2 separate regions of the Rattus norvegicus genome follow, and region 1 is linked to region 2. Evidence: chromatin contacts called from public Hi-C data. All regions are on one chromosome and are shown on one strand. The core of a region is the stretch at or near the end of the contact, and the rest is flanking DNA. Distances in the headings are between cores, read along the strand shown.

The links. A called contact is a pair of places that touch in the nucleus more often than the background predicts.
Region 1: a contact with region 2 is called in a Hi-C map of liver, with 5 times the contacts expected there. The contact joins two enhancer-like sites. A contact is called at or near these places in 2 of 12 Hi-C or Micro-C datasets (hepatocytes and liver).

Annotation. Positions count from the first base shown.
Region 1 is chr15:58,630,075-58,637,506 of GRCr8, reverse strand. All of the region lies in intron 4 of LOC102546462 (a long non-coding RNA gene), which reads right to left. Among named protein-coding and RNA genes, the nearest start is that of Lacc1, 180 kb to the left of the region's middle. Within about 2 kb of position 4,901, at least 13 of the 93 cell types and tissues checked have an H3K27ac peak or open chromatin away from gene starts, as enhancers often do. A contact at or near this core is called in liver, where this site is marked.
Region 2 is chr15:58,369,084-58,375,870 of GRCr8, reverse strand. No RefSeq gene overlaps it. Among named protein-coding and RNA genes, the nearest start is that of Serp2, 59 kb to the right of the region's middle. Within about 2 kb of position 3,955, at least 17 of the 93 cell types and tissues checked have an H3K27ac peak or open chromatin away from gene starts, as enhancers often do. A contact at or near this core is called in liver, where this site is marked.

The sequences.
Region 1 (7,432 bases), core at 3,652-6,151, 260 kb before region 2:
GACAAGTATGAGTTAGCTTTTGACTTGTGCCTGCTTCCTGACTCAGAAACCAGAAGTTGATGTGAGCCTGAGTCAGTAGAGGATGTAGAAAGTGGTTTTAGAAATGTTCACGAAACTACTCAGGAATTGGAAAGAAAGATGTGATGGTGTGGGTGGGAAAGTTCACTGATGTCCAGGTACCTGATTTAACACGGCAATGATTCCACTTGATAAGATGTTGAATATTTTTGGAGAGTGTTTCAAAAATATTCTGGGGGGAGCTGGAGAGATGGCTCAATGGTTAAGGTACTGGCTACTCTTACAGAGGGTTCAGTTCTCAGTACCCACTGCTACATGTAGTTCCACTTCTAGAGAAGCCACCAGCATCTTCTGGCTTCTCCAGACATTGTTTGCACACGGTGCACATCAGATGAGGGCCCACACCCACTCATCCACCCGAACACACTAAAAGAAAATGTTTGGTGGGGGAGATTTGGGACAGAGTCTTACTCCATAGACAAGGCCGATCTGGAATTCATGCATGTAGAATGGACTAGCCACTCAGACTGGCTCCCAACTCTAACTCCCAAACTGTATGACTCAGCCCTTGAAGGTTGCGATCACAAGTGTGTACCGCCATGTCCTACATATTATTTAAGAATTATTGGCTGTTAGCCAGTGATGGAATATCCAGTTGGAATTTCCAAGCAGCAATTAACATTTCCTATAATTCACTTCATGGAATCCATGCAACATCCAGAGAGCGTTTTAAGGATTACCGTGCTCTGCATCTTCTCTGACGTATCCGACACTCTCATTCCTCCATTGAACATGCATTAAGTGCCTGATGGTACGGTGTGCTGTTTACAATGGAAATATGACATGTATTCAGAGTTCGAATGTTCCTGAAGGTTCACTCCAGCTCCATTGGTTGAGCAAGAAGAGCCAACAGATACTAACCCATCTGGGGCCACAGAGGTCAGACCTATCAGCTGTGTCCTAGCTTTATTTCTGCTGCTGGGATTAAAAATGCCCTGATTTAAAAAAAAACAACAATTTAGAGGGGAAGAAGTTGATGTTAACTTGTAATTCTGGGTTACAGCCCATTTGTGTGTGGAAGTCAAAGAGGCAGGAGCCTAAAACAGCTAGTCATATCACATCCTTAGTCAAGGGCAGAGGGAAATGAGTGTGTGAAAGCCTAGTAGTACTCAGCTTTCTCTAGTCTTATATAGCCCAATGAAGTCCTTTCTAGGGAATGGTACTGCCCACAATCTGGATCTTCCTACATCATTGAAATTTTAATCAAGATAATTCCCTCACAGACAGCCCACAGGCCACCCTGATCTGGACAATCCCTCCTTGAGATTCTCGGGTGATGGATGATACATTGGGTCAAGTTGACAATTAACCATCACATAGCCCTTGACCAAGCTCTTTCTGCTTTGCTTAGTTGATTGGTAAAAATCTTTTTCCTAGAGTAGTCTCAATTTTATTTGTATCAGCTGTCCTGTGGCATGTTGAACCTCCCCGAGACCACCACACTAGCCTTACTTCTAGTTATCAGACCCTTTCAGAACATAGTTTGTCTTCCCTTTCTAAAATCTTTTCCTGTATCTAAATAAGACATTTGTATATTCTTTTCATCTCCCCACTTCCCAATCTAAAGATGATAATAAAGTCTTTTGCAATGTGACTCATGAATGTGGGTTTTTGTTCTTTTATATTTAGTGTGAAAAATGATCAACGATTTGTATGTCTTTTGTTCTCTTCTTGATCTGATAACTGCATGTGACAAGAGTTCTGTTTGCCCATCATTTATCCCCCAAATCAATGTCTGAAGCGAAGTAAGCCTTCAATAAACATTTGCTGGTGAAAGTGCCCCTCCTGTTCTCACTGGTTACTTAGGAATGTGCTACTATGTCTGTGGCTTGAATAATGTAAAGTGTTCAACAAAGGAAGCAATACTTCAATTAGTAAAGCCATCACACGATGTAAGGTTGGTCACTAATTAGTTCTGGATTCATGGGAAGGTTTACTCTTCACATTGCTGTGACAAAGTATCTTACAGAAGAACCTTAGAGAAGTTTTATTTTAGATTATGGTCTGAGGATACTCAGGGTCAAGGGGTGGTGGATTTAGGTGGCTGGTTACATTGTATCTGCAGCTAAGAAGCTTAGAATGATGCAGACTGGTACCCAACTGGCTTTCTCCTTTATAACTAGTCGGCCCAGTGCTAGTGAAATGGTGCTTCTCCATGTCAGTTGAGTCTTTCTAAATCAGTTAAACCTCTCCGGAAATGCCCTCATAAGCACACTCAGAGGTTTGTCTCATCCCTCATTCTAAAACCCTTTATGTTTGCAATCAAGATTAATTATTCCACATTCATAAGTCTGCATAATGTACCCCAACATTTCAGAGGTGTTTTTTAACTATAACACATTATAACCCCTATATCGATTACCACAAACTACTACATCTTTCAAATGAAATCACTGCTTGCCCAGGGTGTGTGTGTGTGTGTGTGTGTGTGTGTGTGTGTGTATTCATTCTTAGTTTAGCGCTGGTAAATTTGGCTCAATAAATGTGCACATTATTTTTTGCTTGTGATTATGCTTTCTAGCCTTACCCCTGTGTCTGTCATCAACATAATCTGCGAGCCTTGGAACTAAAGGTCAAACACCCTGTGTCACCAGCAGTGACCCACAGTCCCGTCTTGTGGCTAGCACTTACATCTTACCCAGTCAAACAGTTGTTGAACAGATTTCTAAGGAATGGCTCTGATGTTTTATTTATTAAAACTGGCAACAGGGACAGGAAACTTTGTTTCCTTTACAAAAGCTATTGTTCGGGTTCCCATCTCTCAGTGTGTGCCACAACAAATGGGTTTGGATTCAGCTCCTTTGTAATTCTTCATCTTTCAAGTGTTACACTGTTATTTCAGAATATTTTAGTTACCATATTATCAACTTCAATAAAAGAAAGGAGTTGATCCAATATTCAGAAATGCCTACTGGCTCCAGGTAACTTTGATCCTGGAGGATCACAGCGTACCACTTATGGGCAAAATATTGCATGAGGTCAATTGCCGGCACTCAACAACAACAACAACAACAAAGAAAAAAGCAAAACAAAACAAAAACAACAACAAGAAAACAACAACCACCACCACCAACAACAACAACACAGAGGTTTTTTGGAGTCAACTGTGAAAATACATTTACTTTTCACATTGCCATAGTGGCTGAGAATCTGGGGGAGGGCATGGGGGGGGTGAGGGAAATGGTGTAGAGAAACCACTACAAAGTCTAGAGGCTATAATTTTAAAGTCTATTTTTGGCCAACAGAAATTTTCATGTTGTTTAGAAAAGCATCCCATATCAAGGTAGTCAAAATATCCCATTGATTATTATAATCAGCAATGTTAAACATGGAGTTCCCACCCCCTCTTTAAGCCTAGGTTATTTCTGACTGGATGTGTACTCTAGCTATGGCCAAGAGGATGCTAAGTGGAGGAGTCAGGAAGCAGGGCTAGAATTTCAAGGGCCCCATTGGAGTGTACCAGCTATATCACCATTTTTTTTACTATCCATGAGTAATGATTCTGGAATTTGACAATGTACCTTCATCAGATTTCAATGTCCTTGTAAAATCAAAGGGCATGTGGCAGTGGACCAAACCAAGAGCTCCAAGTTATTCTTAACACAGCCTGTCCTTTGTCCTGTAGTGTTTTCAGCCAAACTCACTCTGCATACAGAATGCTCGCAGAATAGATGGGATAGTTAGCAAGCATGATGTTGCCTGGATGACTCTGGCTGTCTCTGTTTTATGAGTTTGGGTGGAAGATAGGAATTCAGGTTTGGTTACCCATGGGGAAATTCATCAAGCTTATTCGAGCTCACTTGAGAAGGGCTACCACTTTCCCCAAACTGGCAACAATTTGGATATTACAAATCATGCAATAATAAATTTGATTAAAAATGTAGATGTACGCAGGGATAATTTTCTCATAAAAACATCTTTCACAGGTGTAGACTGCTCACCTTGCATGTCCAAGGTCCTAAGTCTAATATGAGAGAGAGACTGACTTTGTGAAGGTTTAAGGAATACTAATGTGCTCAATTTTTTTCTTTGTAACATAAAATATTCTCTTCCCTTGTTCTTGTTCTCTCTCTCTCTCTCTCTCTCTCTCTCTCTCTCTCTCTCTCCTCCCCTCCCTCTTTCCCTCCTTTCCTCCTTCCTCCCTCTCTCCCTCCCGTAATGCTTAGGAAAGCATCTGTAGTCAGGGGTGTAATGTCATTAGACCCCTACTAAAATGAGTGAAGGTAGCCCTCTTTGTAGCTCTAACATTGGAAGCTTTTTCTCTTTTCTATGTTTATGTGTGTTCGTGTTAAGGTGCACAAAGACAGAGTGTGTGCAGGGTTATATGTGGGAACCAGAGGACAATCTGGAGAGTTGTTACCCAGGCACCATCCCCCTTTACTGAATATAAGGGTTTTTTTTTTTATTGGTTTGTTGTTGATATATAGGGTGTCTCTCTGGCCTGGAACACACCAAGTATGCTAGTCTGGCTGGTCATTGAGCCCCAGGGAGCCACTTGTCTCTCTTCCTCCACACTGCTAGGCTTCTAAGCCAGCTTACTTTTTAGTGGGTTCTGGATATTAAAGTTGGGGCCTCTTTGCAAGGCGAGCATTTTACTGACTGTTCTGTTAACCCAGCCACGAGGCTTCCAAATCCATAACATATAATAGTCTTCCTAGCAACCGACTGGATTTGTTTATTCCACAGAGAATGGCGTTTGATTGTGAGCCTTTGTGGGCACCATTCGATGAATAACGCCCCCTAAACACTTCCTAATAGAAGCACTTACGGGTTTCATAAAGAAAAAAGCTACGTCCTTTTATTTAATCCCCACCGCTTCCTCATTTGTCCACCAGATGGCAGAAGAGGGGCCAGGATAGCAGCTAAAATATTTTTGATTCACTAGTGTATCTAGTATGAAATTATATTAAGAGCAGGAAATAAACACTTAAATGTAGTCCTATGACTTAATGTCCATTATATTGTCTACATGAAAATACACTGAGAAAAACAACAAGATTGTGGAAAACGTACATACTAGGCTGGAAGTTAAAAGTTCAACCACGGATTAGAAGACCTGGACATACTGTTAGTCCTATGCAATGGGCAGAGGGGACAGGGAAGCGCTGCATGAAGGCTCTCCCGCAGCCCACGTTTGAATGAAACTAGAAATAGAAAAGATGAGGGTAGGAAATGTTCTCTTCTCGCCTTTGCTGTGACAGTCCTGGGCCTGGCAAGGGTGACATTCTCTACCCATATCCAAAGTTACTTTTGAGGACAAGCCCTTTAAGTTCAACGCAAAGGGTAGCTAAAGTATATATATGAAGAAATATTGAGTTGGGGAGCAGGGAACCATTGCCCAACATAAAGAACAGGCTGTATGCTCACAGCTGGTAAATGTTTAACACCTCAGTGTTGTTACGCGTTGCCCACGTTTATTTAGCAACCTCTTAAACAAGCAGAGAGAATGCTTTATTATTCTCATGGAAATGGATTTGAAGTGAAAGGCTTCAAGGAAATAGCCTGGTTTATAGCTATTCTCATCGGTGTGTCTTCTTCACATGTGGCTGTACCGCCTTCCTCCTGGATTTGCAGAGACTAGCATCAGAGAGAAATGGCCACCAAGCTGTACCTCGCAGGGGAAGGACCAAGCTGAGTGAAGTGATTGTTTTGAGAATATGTATATCAGGCAATAACCCACAGAGGAGAAATGGAAAGTGAATTTTATGACAGCGGTTGTAAGACGTTTTAATCCACCTCTTGAGGCACTTGAGGTGCACACCGAGTCATGATATCCTGTTTGCCTAGCCACTCCACTTTCTGAGGCCCTGGTTTTGCCCTTTTCTAGTCACCATGGCAACAAGGACACAAATACAAAGTCCATAGCATTCTCCAGATCTGTGAGGAAGAATTTCCCACTGTATACATGGTACATATAGTTGACCTACGCACTGCAGGAAGAATGTGGTGTAATTTTAAACACAGTAAATTGAGTCATAAAATGGAAGTGGATACAGCTAGGAAAATGTTACCAACAAAGAAAGGAAAATAGTGTTGGATTGCCGTCCCCACTAAAGCCCACAGTGCTGTCCCTCATCTCCTTTCCTGACGTAAAGAGAACCATGAAAACAAAGCATCGAGCTTTGATTTTGCTTTTTATTTTTAAGGCCTAAACCTAAAATAAATGATTTATTTCTAGGTCAATCATAAATGAGTGATCTGAGATGCTGATCTTGAAAACACTTCATCATTTTCAATTACTGGCTGTAACGGGCTCTGCTAAAATCCTGTGTGTTCATTCTGCATTTCCAGAGAAGAAGCCAAAGCCAGGCTCTGGTATGGCTTTGTTTGATTCCTGGCCAAGACTGTCCTCACGCAGCATCCCCAGAAAGTAAGGGTGGAGTTGACTGTGGAAGGAATGATGCATCCGTCCCTTGCATTCAGTCCTATGCACTGAATGACATCCTGGGAAGAACTTTCAAAAGCATATGGGGAGAACAAGATTCCTGCGGATAAAGCAGCTTCCCTGGGCAGGAATGAAGAGCCACAGAAGAAATTCAGAGAAGTTTTAAAGAGGCTAGACAAAACCAAAAACAAAACAAAATAAATCAAAACAAAACAACAACAAAACAAACAAAAGCGGCAGCATGCAGGGACCTCTGTAAGATGCTGAACTGATCTGTTTCTCTGACTGATCAGCATGGCATTAATCGCCATCACTATTGAACGTGTTTTTGCTTTGTTTTGGTTTGAGTGCTTGTATTATTTAGTGGGGGGACTTGGGGGATGGGCAGACACTATGCCCTTGTGCTCGATGTGAGCTGCCCTGCCAACTGAGGGAGACCCAAATTCTGATGCTCCTTTCCTGTGACTCCCATTCATCCGCCAGATGCCTGTACTGAGCGCTTGCCCTGTAAGAAGCACAGTCTGACCAGTGCTGTTGCAGTTCTGGGTGTCAGGACTCAGTTCTTCGGTTCTCTGCTGTCTAAAATGTGAGAAAATAAATAACAAATGGGGATATGTGTGTGCATCATCTAACGCCTATGATTGTGTGATTCCCAAAGAAATGCAGCAACAGACGTGAAAGTATCCCCTCTTCATCCCCCTTTCATCCCCTCTTCAAAGAGTAAGTATAGCTGAGGAGAAAGAATGTCAGCCTTCGAGACCAAAGAAACGACAAATTTATGCTCCGGTTGGGCACAGGCCAGCTGTGAGACCGAGAACCTCCCAGCTGCTCTAGGGTTCAATCTTCTCATCTGTAAAATTAAGAAGCTGGTCCCAACCATCTCCTGTTTGATATATTTTGTTACCCTACAGGGAATTCAGAGATCTTCACTCCCCAAAGGAGGTCAGTTTAACTTCTGACTTTCTCAGA
Region 2 (6,787 bases), core at 2,706-5,205:
GCCTCCACAAGATCAGCCTGCAGGCAAGCCTCGTAGGGCATTTTCTAAATTAGGGATTGATGGGGGAGGGCCCAGCCCATTGTGGGTGGTGCCATCCCTGGGCTGGTGGTCCTGGGTTCTGTGAGAAAGCAGGCCGAGCAAGGCATTGAAGAACAAGCTAAGTCAGCTCCTGCCTCCAGGTTCCTAACTGGATTGAGTTCCTGCTCTGACTTCCTTCAGTGATGAACAGTTTCCTCAAGGACTTGACTTTTGGCCATGCAGCCACAGAAACCTTAACCAAGACACGAGAGAGAATGGAACACTGCTCTTACGCTCCTCAGCATCCAACTCCAACCTGCTTGAGTGGGGGTCCCATGCTATGGCCCAGAGCATCTCCAACCCAACACTGATTCACCTAGGGTCACTCTGTGGAGCAAACCAGAGCTGCTATTCCACAGGTCAGGTGTTGAAACCCTGAAAATACCACAAGCCATACAACTTCTGCATCTGTAATGGTTCCTTCCCAAGGAACAGAGGAAACAGAGCGTGTATGTCTGTCGACAGGGAGGGCAGGGTTACAAGGAACTTGCTCGTGCAATTATAGAGACCTCAAGTCCTAAGAGTCACAGGCAGGATACTGGGAGCCCTGGAGAACTGATGATACAGTAGTGTCTGTAATTTAAAGGGTTGTCAGGCTCTACAAGGAGGAGGAGCAGCCTTGTTGTTGTACTCAGGGTTTCGATTGATTGGGATAATATACCAGCAGGGATAATAAACACCCAAAACGGTGTTTATCAGGTGTGTACACACACACGCACGCACACACACATACACACACACACGCACGCACACGCACACACACACGTTACTGCTTTACTCAGTATGTTGGCTTTCCATTGCTAAGACAAGCGCCTGTGAAAATTAACTTAAAAGAAGGTCTATTCTGTGTCATGGCTTTGTAGTCAATAGTCGATTAGCCCTGCTGGAGGGGCCTGTGGTGGCAGGGTACGTCATGGCAGAAGCACGTGGCAAAGGAAGCCTGTTAGACCCATAGCAGCTGAAAAGCAAAGTAAGGGACTAGAAGAACCCGAGTCCTCATATCCCCTTCCAAGGGCATTCGGCCAATGACTTAACTTCCTCTGGCAATGCCTTACCTCTTAAGAGTTCAACTCTACCTCCAAGTGGCTGGAGACCAAACCTTTAACACATTATCCCTCAGGAGACACTCCCATCCTAAACTGTAGCACTGATACAAAACACTCTGCAGAAACCTGGAACAGTGTCTGTTTACCAGTTTGGGCAGTTGACACATAAAATGAACCGTAACGGTCACGTAGAGAAGGGCCCAGTCAGCACGGGGACCAGCCAGAATCAGAGGAGACTGAAGGAGAAAGTTCCAGAGGCCGTCACCAAAGGCAACTTCAAGAGTAAAGCCTGGACTATGCTCCGTGAGTGACAGAGAGGAGGGGTGGAGCAATACTGTCTTGGAGCCTTTCCAGGTCCCCAGGATACCTTGCATCCTCCCGTTGCTGTCCCCAATGAAGTCCTATGAGTGGGATTCTTTCTAACCCAGCTATCCTGGATTAGAGCAGGGGCATCATGAATCTCCACGAATTATCGGGTAACCCCATTCTAGAAGTTTAGAAGCAGCTGCATTTCCCAGGACAAACCATACTGACTGTCAGGGGCTATCATGCTACACAACATGGAATCTTGTTCCTAGGAAACTTGCTGTTACGGCTTTGACTACTTGTACACTTACAAACAACCAGAACGACTGAAATCAAGTGTGAGTACTGGGGCCTGAAAATGGTTTGGGGTTTGCTTTGAGACGGGATCTTAGGTCTACCAGGCTGGCTTCAAACTGATCCTCTTGCCGCTGCCTCTGGGGTACTGGGATGATAGGTGAGCACCTCCACTCCCAGGGGAGCACCACCACTCCCAGGTGAGCACCGCCACTCCCAGGTGAGCACCACCACTCCCAGGTGAGAACCACCGCTCCTCCCAGGTGAGCACCACCACTCCCAGGTGAGCACCACCACTCCCAGGTGAGCACCGCCACCCCCAGATGAGCACCACCACTCTCAGGTGAGCACCTCCACTCCTCCCAGGTGAGCACCACCACTCCCAGGTGAGCACCACCACTCCTCCCAGGTGAGCACCACCACTCTCAGGTGAGCACCACCACTCCTCCCAGGTGAGCACCACCACTCCTCCCAGGTGAGCACCACCACTCCCAGGTGAGCACCACCACTCCTCCCAGGTGAGCACCACCACTCCCAGGTGAGCACCACCACTCCCAGGTGAGCACCACCACTCCCAGGTGAGCACCACCACTCCTCCCAGGTGAGCACCACCACTCCTCCCAGGTGAGCACCACCACTCCCAGGTGAGTACCACCACTCCTCCCAGGTGAGCACCACCACTCCCAGGTGAGCACCGCCACTCCTCCCAGGTGAGCACCACCACTCCCAGGTGAGCACCACCACTCCCAGGTGAGCACCGCCACCCCCAGGTGAGCACCACCACTCTCAGGTGAGCACCACCCCTCCCAGGTGAGCACCTCCACTCCCAGGTGAGCACCACCACTCCCAGCTCATATGGGATCAAGCACAGGGCTCTACCCATAGCAGGCAAGCCCTGTGCCAACTGAGCCATCCCCAGCTCTGCATAGGCCGTTTCTATCTGTAAGGCTTAGCTGCGTAAAAAGGAGCCACTCCGACAGTGATGGGTCACCCAGCTGCTCAGCACCAACACCGCTGCCCAGGTTTGCTCTTTTAATTGTTTTTTCAGAGTTTTCTGGAAGAGATCAAATCTTACTGACATCATTTTTTTTCTTTTTTCTTTTTTTTTTTTTCTCTCTCTTTTCTTTTTTTTCGGAGCTGGGGATCGAACCCAGCGCTTTGCGCTCGCTAGGCAAGCGCTCTACCGCTGAGCTAAATCCCCAACCCCCTGACATCATTTTTAATAGAAATTTCTGTCTCTTCTACATGGGCTCTTTAGAGGACAAGGCCTGTGACATATACAAGTATATGTATGGCCCGTACAGGACACAGTATCTGGTATGTTGTAGATATAGATAGATATATTTTTAAGTTCTCCTCTCAAATACCTCTCACGGAAAGGCCCATCAGGCGGACTGCACCGTTGCCAACTGTACTGTTCAGATGGCGTTGCAATAACAGACAACCTGAACCTTTCAGCGTTTACCTCAACCAAGGTTGACATCTTATGAAACCAATGGCTAAGCTACAGCTTTTCTAAAAACCCTCCTTCATTCTAAGACCCAACAGGAAAGAGAAAGAGAGACAGGGGGCCGTGTTATGACTTTGAAAGCGCCTTGACAATGGTGGCACAGTTCCCTGTACTCATTTCTGCCAGCCCCAGCAAATCTCATAGCCAAGGCTGACGTTAATAGAGCAGGAATACAATCTTTCCACCAGAGTGAGGGATGCCAAAACTCACACGACCGTGCCTGGCAGCATGGGACAGTGCTGTACAATCCTCTAACAGACAGAGACACCAAGACTAGGAATACAAGCAGCACACAGTATGTCATGTTTAAAAAAAAGCAGGAGAGCTGTGTGCTTGGTTGAAGATTTAGCTAAAGGGGGAGACACGCTGAAGGAAGTCTGGACTCGAGGCTTTCCCCAGGACGCCACAGCTGTTTCCAGGTCCCCAGCTTGAGAATCACCCACCCTGCTCTGTGCTTTAGGTCAGCTCTCAGGAGTGTCACGTGGAGTCGTCACAGGAAAACATTTGGCCCTTGGATGTTTTATTCATAAAGATCATATGTCCAAGGGAATACGAGCTAGCCAAGTCAGAGGAAATTAACGAGTATAAATCAAGAAACGCAGGCCGAGCCAAAACGGGAATTTTCAGAAAATGAAGTCATCTTAACCAGTGCCTTGGTTTACTTAGAGGTAGACAGCCAGAGGCTTGGTGAGCCCTGTGGAGAACAAGAAGCAAAGGGCAAAGGGCAAAGGAAAAACAAGGCAGGTACTGTAGGCTGACTCTGGCTGCTGGCTGATTGCATCCAGTATGAACCGGAATGAAGAGCCAGGGAAGAGTCTGGCACCAGCTATTCACAAAGGGACTTAACCATGACCCTTGCTTAACTTAAGCAAGTCTGCATGTCCAGACTTACTTCCAGCATCACCGATAGCACTGGTCTCAAATGGGCACCCAGGCTGCCTATGCTTAATACCTGGTTGTCTCTGGCCAGCAAATTAGCTTAGCTCAAAGAAAATGCCAGACCGCATGCAGACCCTCACATGGAGAAAACATCAGAATTAACTATTGTTTTAAAACTTGACTCATTCCATTAAGTTGCATGGCAGGATCCTCAGCCCATCTCTAAGGATGAGCATAAAAGCCCTGGGTTGTCACATCAACAACAGAGGCTTCTGAGATCCACGCACCGGTAACCGGTCCAAGGGAATCAGGCTTGGACAGGGTCAGGCATGAATCCAAGCTGCCTACGATGTATCAGGTGGCCGAGCATGATACAGCACATGCTGTCCTGGGTAATTCTTTCAAAAGAACAGAAAAAATGCTGTCCTTGGCCAGAAGACAAACTCCTTTCTGAACCCACCATTCTTCACCCAAACACCCACAAGCTAAGGCTTGCAAGTCACGGGCCACGGTGCAATGCTTCCTTTTCAAGCCCTTTAGAGCCGAGCGTGTGTCCCTGTTCAGCGTGCTAGTAGAGACAATCTCTGGGCGCCTTTAAGGACAAAAGAAGGTTCCACAAAGCAAGTTCCGTGGTGTCTTGCTCTCCGGGAACGATTGGCAAGGTTTCCTCCGCTGGGCTTCTCAAAAACACAGTCCAGAAGGCAGGCTCAGAATTGCAGCCTGGCCACAGGCCACAGCTCAGCAGATGCATGCGTTCATAAGCACGTCAAATACAGCACTCCAGGCCTAAATTCACAGGCCTGGCATTGATCTGGGAAGCTAGACACAGGCAGCCCGGTGCCTCCTAGATGGAATTGCTACAACTGTTTTACTGTGGGAACCTGTGCTAGACGCACACAAAGGGACACAGAAAAGGTTATCTTCATTCTCGGAGGAAAAAAACGATCACAAAGGACACCGCAGAGCTAGGGTCTGATAACCCAAGAGTGCTTGGCAGACAACGCACAGAACACATGGATTTGCAGCTGAAGCATCTTTGGACATTCGGTGTACACTGGCTATGGAGACCTAGGTACCAGCCACCACACTTGGTGCCAACAGGAAACAAGAGGTAAATGAAACCTGGCTCCCATCGGAGGATAAAGTACCTGCAGTATTTGAGGAGAGGGCTCCCCCCATACTGGGGAGGCTAAAGACAGCTCAACTGGAGGGAACCATGTCTTCTCAAGGACCAAGGAGCCAGGCAAGCGTAGGCACAAAGAGCGAACACTGGCACCATGCATGTGCAGAGGTGTTCTGCCAGAGGTGTCACTACATGGCACCCCCTTTCCTGGATGCTGAGATTTGAGGGGCTCACAGCTGTTATTTGTCTCTGGAAGTTTTCTTCTGCTGTCCGCAGTACCTCACGTAGATGCGGCTATGGTTTGACTATGAAATGTCCTTCCCAGGCTCGTGGGTCAGGGTCTTCATCTCCAGATGCTGGTATTTTGGATAGGTTCTGGAAACATCTTTAGGAAGTCAAACCCTAGTAGATTGGCAAGGAGGAGACCTGTAGCAATAAGTCTCTGGCCCCTTCGGTCTCTCACGCTGACTCTTGTCTACCATGGAATCATAGTGTTAGCTATCCCAAGTCCCACCCCTTTTAGGCACACCCCATATCCCTGACCAGTGTAATTTTAGTACCTAGTGATGTGCTAAAACATGTATCTATTTTTCATTTTTTTTCAGACAATTACATCACAGTTTAATCATCAGAATCAAGGCAATCACTTTCAAAACTCTCCTTGTGGGAGATTAATCACTTCCTCCGGTGCAGCCACCACCCATGTAATTTAGGGATTCCTCTTTGGGGCTTTGTCCACAGTGTGCTTCCCATGTGCAGCTGAGCATAGTAGCCTCTAGCAACCCTGTCCTTTGAGGTTAGGGAGTCACTCAGAACCATGACAGGTGACTACACCTGAGTATTTGGGAATTCCACAGTGTCCACCTCCAGAGTTGTCCCTGGCTACGTGAGCTCCTCCTCCCACAAGGCTGCTCGAAACCTAACCTAGCCCGGTGGTGGCAAATATTTGCTATGTACAGTGTCTTTTCAGGCCATTTGGATCTTTGCCTGATGAGTAACACAGATATTGATCCATCCAGTTACCAAATATTTATCAGAGAACTTTCCGCATACCCGACAACACACTGCAAGCGAAGCTATAAGACCAAACCAAACAGATTTTTATCCACACAGGGCCCAGGTTCTATTAGAGGCAAATTATCAGCAAATAGACAATAAACGATAGTGCGATGGATGTCACCACACAGACACACCCAGAGTTACCAGAGGAAAGGATACCTGAAGGGCAAAGAAACCCTTAGGAGCTCTGTTTGGAAGAAGAGGCGTTTACTGAATGAAACTTGTTAGGAGTTGAGGGTATGAACTCCTAAGACATACACAGAATTTTGAGGTTGTGGGACTCATCTGTATAAAGCGAGAGCTGGTAGAATAACAGAGACAAGAGGGGTCAGGGTGCAGCCCAAGGGCATGAGAACAGTGGTTATTCATTGGAGAAAGGATAAGGCTGTGGTAAAACAAACAAACAAACAAACAAACAAAAGCCAGGGCCATGGGATGAGGTTTAAAGCTAACGGGATGGTTCTGTTGTTCGAGCTCGGCACTTCAGAGTAA